Regions from separate parts of the Mus musculus genome. Here region 1 is linked to region 2. A link is a contact called in public Hi-C data. All regions are on one chromosome and are shown on one strand. The core of a region is the stretch at or near the end of the contact, and the rest is flanking DNA. Distances in the headings are between cores, read along the strand shown.

Region 1 (4,234 bases), core at 571-3,070, 160 kb after region 2:
CTTTCGTCTGAGTATTTTATCACAGCCATGGGAGAAGAAACAAAGACACAGGCCTGGCATTAAAATACTCATTTTCACTAAAAATAGCAACAGCGTTGCCTGAAATGGACTGAGCCAAGTCTAAATAAGAAGTGAAGAAGCCAGGCCTGAGACATCTTGTCATGCCATGTGGCTAGGAAGATGGTGGGCTTAAATCAACTGGAAGGACTCAGTAACTAGCCAGGGGTCAAAGACTGAGTGATTCCCATGGCAACAAAAACAACAACTACAGTGCCTGGAGAGGTGGTGCCTTTGATCCCAGCACTTGAGAGACAGGCAGGCAGATCTGTTTGAGTTTGCTGTCAGCAAATTTATGCATCTTAAAGTTAAGCTGTTTCAAATGTAAATGTATCAAATGTATCAATCTATTTAATGTATCAAGTCTATTTAAGTACATCGAATCTTAAATGCATCAAATCTATTTACCTCGTTTCTTTATACCTAAAACATTACTGGTAACCAGAGTTGCCAATAAAACAGTACACTTGTGTAAAAACCAAACACAACCAATCAACAACAAAACAGTTTATAAATGAGAGAATGAAGCACTCCTGCTTTTTATTTTGAGATGGCTGCTCTGTGCCTCATCCTCCCCAGTGGTGAGATCACGGGTGTGCAGTGGTGGGGTCAGAGGTGTGCAGTGCACCATGTGTCCCCAATGGTGGGATCACAGGTGTGCAGCACAGACTGCTCTTCACCTTTTTTTTGTCACTTAAAAATTACTTATTATTAAAATTACTTAACTATTAATACACACATTGATGTGTATGTGTGTGATGTGTGGGCATACATGTGATGTCAGAGGGCAACTCTGTGTCTCCTTGCTCCCTTGGGTGGGCCCCAAGGAATGAACTTGGGTCATCTGGTTTGAACAGCAGCTGCCTTAACCACTGAGCCATCTCACCCACCCCTCATCTCCTGCTTTTCTGAGCAAGTGTGTCTCACAGAAGTGTTGGGTGACCTGTGAAGAAGGGACATTCACCTCTCTTGTGGATTTGGTCTAACACTTTCATTACGTTATTTGGGTTCCCAAAATTGCACAAGAATCTGAATGTAAGATGCTGAGAGCCCCTGCCCCCAGTTGGTTCTGATTTGAAAATAAAGTTACCAGCGGCCAATGGCTGGGCAGGGAAACAGAGGCAGGACTTTAGGAATCAGAGGCAAGGGGACCAAGGAGAAAGGAGAATCACCATGCTGGGAAAGGAATAAGATCCAGGCTTGAGAGCTGCAGAAGAGAGAGCACACCAATCATGTAAGAGCCTAGGGAAAATGGCCCCAGGACTCCCTCCACCCACTCCCCCGTTTGGTCTAGGGTAACAAAGATGGACTATAGATTTTAGGAAGTAATAACTTAGGAGTATTGGAGGGGAGGCATTAGCAACGTGGAAGTCTGGGAGTAGCTCAGTCATTGAACTGTTTAAGGCATATTAAATAGAAGGCTGTGTGTGTGTGTGTGTGTGTGTGTGTGTGTGTGTGTGTGTCTTTCATTCAGGAATCCAGAGCACTGGGGCCGGTAGCGAGGAACTCATTTGAGTAGCTTTAGTCAACTACAGCAACACACCTTCACAGCCCCTAATGAATTAAGCAAAAACTGCTACTGTCACACACACACACACACACAAAAAAAAAACCAACAAAAAAAAAAAACCTGCCCCTTGGCTGAGGCCCCTGGGACCCTAGCACCATTTATGACTATTTACAAAGCTTCTCCTCACAGCTAAGTCAACTTAAGGAAATGTAGAGGCCAGAGGAGAAAAGGAAGCAACACTGGGGTGAATCAGCAGGCTACACACTGTAGACAACCCTGCAAGATAAAAACTATCTGGTTTCCTTAGCAAATAAAATACAAGGGAAGATTAAAGAAAAAAAAAGAACTAGTGGGAACTAGAGATTAAAAATAGGGACAGAGGAGCTGTCCTTGCCAACCGTGTGGGCCAACTAGTTTGTATCCGTTTTCTTAAACCTATAAAATGCATAATACATTGTGGGGGGCTGGGAGATGGCTCTGTCAGAAAGTACTTCCTTTGCAAGCGAGAGGACCTGAGTTCACTCTCCAGAGCCCACATAAAGAGCCAGGTGAGGCCCACCATGTGTTTTCTTTGGTTGGTGGCTTAATCCCAGGGAGTTCTGGGGGTTAGTTCATATTGTTGATTCTAGCTGCATATGTAGCAAAGAATGGCCTAGTCTAGTCTGTCATCAATGGGAGGAGAAGCCCTTGATCCTGTGAAGGTTCTATGCCCCAATATAGGGGAATGCCAGGGCCATGAAGCAGCAGTGGGTGGGTTGGGGAGCGGGGGGAAGAGGGAGGGAATATGAGCTTTTGGAGGGGAAACCAGGGAAGGAGATAACATTTGAAATGTAAATAAAGAAAATAGCTAATAAAAATAAATAAATACAGACAGACAGACATAAAGAAAAAAAAAAAAGAGCTGGTGAGATGGCTCAGCGGTTAAGAGCACCGACTGCTCTTCCAAAGGTCCTGTGTTCAAATCCCAGCAACCATATGGTGGCTTACAACCATCCGTAACAAAAATCTGATGCCCTCTTCTGGAGTGTCTGAAGACAGCTACAGTGTACACACATATAATAAATAAATAAACAAACAAACAAATAAATAAATCTTTTTTAGAAAAGAAAAGAAAAGAAAAGAAAAGAAAAGAAAAGAAAAGAAAAGAAAAGAAAAGAAAAGAAAAGAGAAAAAAAGAGCCAGGTGAAAACATTGCATGTTTTTCTCATTGTTTCATAGGAAGATACTTGGGGAGGGATACACCTAACACAAAATGTGCAACATGTGGTGGATAGGTCTTGATGGAAAAACTCATAACTGTATTTTATATAGCTAATATGCTAAAAAGTATTTCGTCCTCATAGTCTTAGGTCATTAAATATGTTGTGTTATGATATATCATTAAATATGTTGTGTAATGCTCAAAATTAACCAATAAGCCCCACCTGCCCAAGGACCCAGTAACTTCTTGGAATGCTGGGAATTGTAGTTCTTTGGAAAATAACAACACCCCTTGGGAAAGTACAGTGGCCTGTAGGTTTGGTCTTATCAACCCCTGCAACACTTTTCTTGGGGGATTTATCTGGGAAATTCCAGGAAATGGTCCTGACCAAAGTCCGTCTCTTGGTCAGTATTTAATATCTACTATAACTTTTTTTCAAATCTGGCTGAAAATGGTGGAATTGGTTTTCTCTGGTGAATCTCAGGATCATGAGTTTTTATCCACTATATATAAAATTATGTAACATAAATCATTACGGTTAGATGCAGTCATTGGAGTAAAAAGGACACAGGTGTAGTGGTGTGTATATATAATCCTAGATCTGGGCAGGTAGAGATAGGTGAATCCCTGGGGTTCACTGACCAGACAGTATAGCCCAGTTGGTGAATTTCATGCCCAGTGAGAGACCCTGCCTCAAAAGATAAGGTAGATGGTATTTGTGTCCAGGAGTTGTCTCACAAACAGACCTATTTCAGTTTAGATAGGGATAGTTCATTGAGCATATGCCCCAGGACGGATTGATTAGTGCCAAGATTCGGGCTCAGGAACTCAACTGTGACATTGAGTTAAGATCTTATAGGGTTTTTAAGCCTAAAATCAACAAACATCTATGCCAAGTTATGCCACCAATCTGGATTTAGGACTAGGGGATTTCCTTTGGAACATGTCCTTGCTGTACACTTATCTTGCTCCCATTGGTTGGGGTATTCAACTGTGGCAGGGGACTTGTCTAATATTCATGCCTTAACTTGCCAGCCAGGGTGTTAGTTACCCATGGTCGTTTCTCTTTCTGCCAAGTAGGATGTCAGTTTCCAGGGAGGTCTTGGGAACTTAAACTTTACTCGACCCCTAGTCAAAATGGAAGTCTTATTTCGAATAGTTTCTTATACTGGTGCAGGTGTCTCTCTTATGTTGGGGTCCATCCCAGGGGCAGCTTGTGAATGCAAATATCATAAAAGCTTATACACAGGTGCAGGAAGTGCTGCTGGGTGGGTGGTTCAGGTCCAAGCTTATTATGGGTAATAACTACATAACGCAGTTCTACTGACTACTATCGTGACTGATTTCCTAGGGCACAAAACGTAACAGAATATGTAATCAACTTAGACATGAAAAAGTTTCCTAGTAACAGCAGAAACAACACAGGAGAAAGTTTCCTTATAATACTAGTAACAGCATAAAATGTT
Region 2 (4,532 bases), core at 877-3,376:
AGCAGTCACAAGAACTTCACCTTGATTAGGTAAAACTCCTACCTCTGGCTCTTTTCAGGTTATGGGCTCTCCCCAAGCGACTTCTCCTCATTTTACCCTTTGAACTCATATATGGACATCCAGTCCTAACTCCTTATCTTTCATCTAAATGCTTTCCCTTCCCAGGCCACCTACTCACCCTATTACTTTGCCACATCTGTTCTCTCCTATGGAACTTTGCTGACCACCATCTACTGCTACTCTCCTGTCCACTGCCTGTCAACATTGGAGACCAAGTCCTTCTATCCCCTCCAGATCATCAGCCATCACCCTTTTTCCCAAATGGCAGAGACCTTTTAAGGACTGCTCTGTTAACTTCAGGAGAACATCGAGAACACCCATCTTGTCCCCAATCCCAGAAAATGAGACTCCACTCCGGCAGCCAAGCTCAACCTCACTGGATTAGACATGGGTTTCTCGTCTTCCCCTTGTTGTTTGCTTCCATCCAGGGCAGCCCTTACATCTGGAGATTTGAGGTTCAAGAACTCCCCTCCCCCAGATAACAGTCTTTCCAAATAGGGCCAGGAAACTGCTCCATAGCCAGATGCCAGGAACCGATCCAAATGGATATCATCTCTGTATCTGTTATCCCATCTAAATATTATCTCTATACTTGCTTTCTCTTTGACTAGAAAAATTGTTGTGGAAAATGGCCAGATAAATATGGGGGCTGCCCATATTTGTCTTGTCAGATACATATGCTAGGATCATGGACCAATCATTTCTTCTACCAACACCACAAGACATTCTTTTTCTACATACAAGACCCATGGGATTCCAAGGGGAAGACAGGAGTTGCTGGTAAGCTCTACCGTAAAAGTCAGCCCAGGTCCCCAGTAAGCACTATTCATATCCAGAGAAAGTATGTCTCAACTGCCCAACCCCTAGATATCGAAAAAGTAGGGGAGATAATCAAACACTCCTCCGAGGTCCTTACCTCTGTGACGTCACCCCTTATATATGGCACTACCTTGTCATTTTGCCTTTTGCTTCAGACCTTAACCTCAGCATACCAACTCCTTAATGTCACCAGACCTGGACACTTTAAAGATTGCTGGTTATGTGTACCCTCTGGAACTACCTCACAATTGTTACTTACAGCATTTCTGGTGATACTGCCAAGTAACCTCACCTCATCCTTTGTCAGCTGCCCTGACTCCAATGTTGCCATGACTCCATTCCTTACCTCCATCCTTCTCTTTGGCGTGGCAAACTGTTTTAAGACCTCCAGGACTCATTCTGTAGGAACGCTGAGCTCCCTGGAGGTCTTAAAATGCAATAGAACTACAACCCTTGATATTTCATCTCTGCCACAATGCCCTGCAGTCCAGAACACGTCAATTCTTTGTGGTACTCAGGCATATCATCACCTACCTGCCAGCTGGTCAGGAGTTTGCACGCTGATACTCCTTTTCCCTGAAGTGGGAGTAATCCAGGGTAATGAGTCCCTGCCAATCCCAGTTTGAGGTATGATAGCTGCTCAACATAAGAGGGCAGTTCAGGTCGTGCCTCTCTTGGTCACTATGGGAATAGCCATAGGTGCTGGTACTGGAGTTGCAGAGATAACAACTTCCATGATCCAATGTGATACATTCACTTTCCAGTTTAAAAGTGATCTTCAAGAAATGACTGAAACTGTGCTTACTATCCAGAAACAGATAGATTCTTTGACAGCCATGGTGCTTCAGAACTGAAAGGGGCTAGATGTCCTGACAGCTAAAGAAGGTGGTCTTTGCCTGTTCCTCCAAGAAGAATGCTGTTTCTATGTCAACCAATCTGGGATAGTAAGAAATAAAATCCAGGAGCTACAGTCAGACATAAAGAATTTCAGGGAATGTGAGACCTCCAGTTCTGGGATTTTTGAAAACCCTAAATGGACATGGATACTCCCTTTTCTAATGTCTTTTCTAGTCATCCTCCTCGTGTTATTATTTGCTCTCTGCCTCATTATTCTTGTTTCTACATTCCTTCAATGACAAATACATAAAATTTCTAAGCAAACTATGAATCAGTTCCTGTTACAGGATTACCAGCGGCTGCCCACAGAAGAACCTCTGTCCACAGAGGAACCTGATGCAAATATTTACCAAGTGAATCCCGATGGTGAAAGTCAACTACACCCCCAAATTGATGACGCTCCTAGACAGCAGGAAGCAGCTTAAGAGACACAACGCCTTTGTTCCCTTTTCACCATCAGCTTCCCCCTCCCTTGTTTTCTCTTCTCCTTATAATAACAAGAAGGGAGGTATATTGGTATCAGGACCTCTGAAACCCGTGACATCATATAAGAGGGACCCCAAGACCTGTTGCCAAGGCAATAGCCACCATATTCCCAGAATCCACTTGGCTCACCTCTCACCTTTACCTGTGATTATGTCATCACCTATATATAAAGAAAGACTCCCTTGATCTCTCTCTCTCTCTCTCTCTCTCTCTCTCTGTCTGTCTCTTCTCACCCCTTCTCTTTCCACTGCTACCTTGCCCCTCTCTCTACACTCCAGCTGTCCCTTTGATACTTCACTCCTTGTTCTATCCTGGTCTCAAGCTTCATTGGGTTGCCAAATACAAACAGACTGGACTTTTTGAATATAACTCTTATCTAATAATTTTCATAATTAATTCACAATTGTTCCTACTGTATGTTGTTTATTATTATAAGAGAAAGAGCCTTTTTATTGAGACAAGAAGGGGAATTGTTGAGGTCTGGTCTGCAGCTATGTATTGTAATGCTAAATTTGGTACCCAAGGATCTAGTTGCCTCTAAGTGAATTCTCATTTTTACCAGCTTTTGTTGTTCAAACCTTATTCCTTAATTTAAAACTATTCCCATTGGCTGCTGGATGCTCTGAGCCTCTCAGAAGAGAGTTATGCTAGGCTCCTGTAGGCAGGCAACAGATTCAGGGACAGTCCCTCCTCCAGTTGTTGGTGGACCCATGTGAAGACCAATCTGAGCATCTGCTACATATGGGTAGAGGCCCTAGGTCCAGCTTGTGCTCACTCATTGGTTGGTGGTTCAGTCTCTGGGAGCCCCCAAAGGTCCATGTTAGTTGATTCTGTTAGTCTTCTTGTGGAGTATCTGTCTTTTTTGGGTTCCTCAATTATTCCTCCACCTCTTCCATAAGACTTCCCGAGCTCCATCTAATATTAGTTGTGGGTCTCTGCCTCTCTTTCCATCAGTTCCTGGGTGGAGCCTCTCAGAGGACAGTTATGCTAGGCTATGTAAGCCTAACAGAGTATTATTAATAGTGTCAGAGATTGGTCTCAATTTGGGGCAGCCATGGATTGGCCATTCCCTCAGTCTCTGCTCTATCTTTGTCCCTGCACATCTTGTAGGCAGGATACATTTTGGGCTGAAGGTTTTGTGGTTTGGTTGCTGTCCTTATTCCTCCCTAAAAATGACTACAGCCAATTACTGGAGGAATAGGAGGTGAAAAGAATTTGAGTTGCCTGGTTAGGGGCTGCAGAGGAAGGAAGATGGACAGACAGCAGAGAGAGAAAGCTGCCATGAGTGGAGATGCACCATGAGCACATGGTCAAGAGAAACAGCAAGTGTTTGGGGGTACATCACTAGGGAGGTAGCGAGGCCGGCAGTTAAAAAAGTAGATTAGGGGTTTACCCCCCAGTAATTGTTGAAGTCAAATAAAATTACCAGTCTGAGTCTCATTCTTTCGTAAGCTAGACAGGGAGAAGTTGATGACGATGATGATGGTGGTGATGTGATGACAATGAGGTCATGTCAACAATGATGACAATGGTGGTGATGGTGATGATGATGATGATATGGTGATGGTGGCGACAGTGGTGGCTGGGGGTGCATCTTTGTGGTATAGTACTTGCCTGACATGTTCAGGACCCTGGGTTCTATTCTCAACACTAAAAGAAAACAAACAAATAATTGTGCCAGTCAATGCTGACCCTGACCTCTCAGGGAGACAAGGACTCCCTGGAAAGAGACGTGGCTGCCTATGTGGACAACAAAGATAAAGGTCAGCTTCATTTTTTTTTTTTTTTCTGGCAACAATAATTTAAGGTAAAAAAAAAACCAAAAAACCAAGAGGCTCTGTCCAAGTGGGCATCAAAGAGAGGGGAAGGTAAAAACTTTGGTCAACTGTAAATACCATCTACTCTGTGTAAAAGAGGGAAACAGAAGTAACTGCAGTTTGGTGAGACTTCTCTGAAAGGCCACTGCAGGGGCACTGAGCCCTTCCTGCTTCTGTTTACCCACCCAGGGCAACTCTGGATCCTGGACATGATTGTTATCCCTCTTGATCTCTCTCCTCAGACTGTGACCCGGTGCAGGTTTTGCTGTGGGCTCAGGAGCTCACACCCATACTTCCATGTTCATAGGGAACTCTGAAGCTGGCTACCAAGCCTTGACATAAGGTGCTAAAATCTGCACAGCTCACATCAGTACAGTTGCTTTGCATTATGGGTGGAGTTTACAAAAGAGGAAACTTTGAATTCCTCAGCTCAAGAGAAAGCAGCCCCTTATC

Evidence for each region. A called contact is a pair of places that touch in the nucleus more often than the background predicts.
Region 1: a Hi-C map of bone marrow-derived macrophages shows a contact between it and region 2, with 2.7 times the contacts expected there. The contact joins two enhancer-like sites. A contact is called at or near these places in 1 of 39 promoter capture datasets (macrophages), 1 of 484 Hi-C or Micro-C datasets (bone marrow-derived macrophages), 1 of 115 datasets of contacts at active chromatin or transcription factors (the HPC-7 cell line) and 1 of 9 other capture datasets (macrophages).

What each region holds. Positions count from the first base shown.
Region 1 is chr17:48,340,236-48,344,469 of GRCm38.p6, forward strand. No RefSeq gene overlaps it. Among named protein-coding and RNA genes, the nearest start is that of Trem2, 4.0 kb to the right of the region's middle. Within about 2 kb of position 1,821, at least 12 of the 459 cell types and tissues checked have an H3K27ac peak or open chromatin away from gene starts, as enhancers often do. A contact at or near this core is called in bone marrow-derived macrophages, where this site is marked.
Region 2 is chr17:48,183,290-48,187,821 of GRCm38.p6, forward strand. No RefSeq gene overlaps it. Among named protein-coding and RNA genes, the nearest start is that of A530064D06Rik, 18 kb to the left of the region's middle. Within about 2 kb of position 2,127, at least 41 of the 459 cell types and tissues checked have an H3K27ac peak or open chromatin away from gene starts, as enhancers often do. A contact at or near this core is called in bone marrow-derived macrophages, where this site is marked.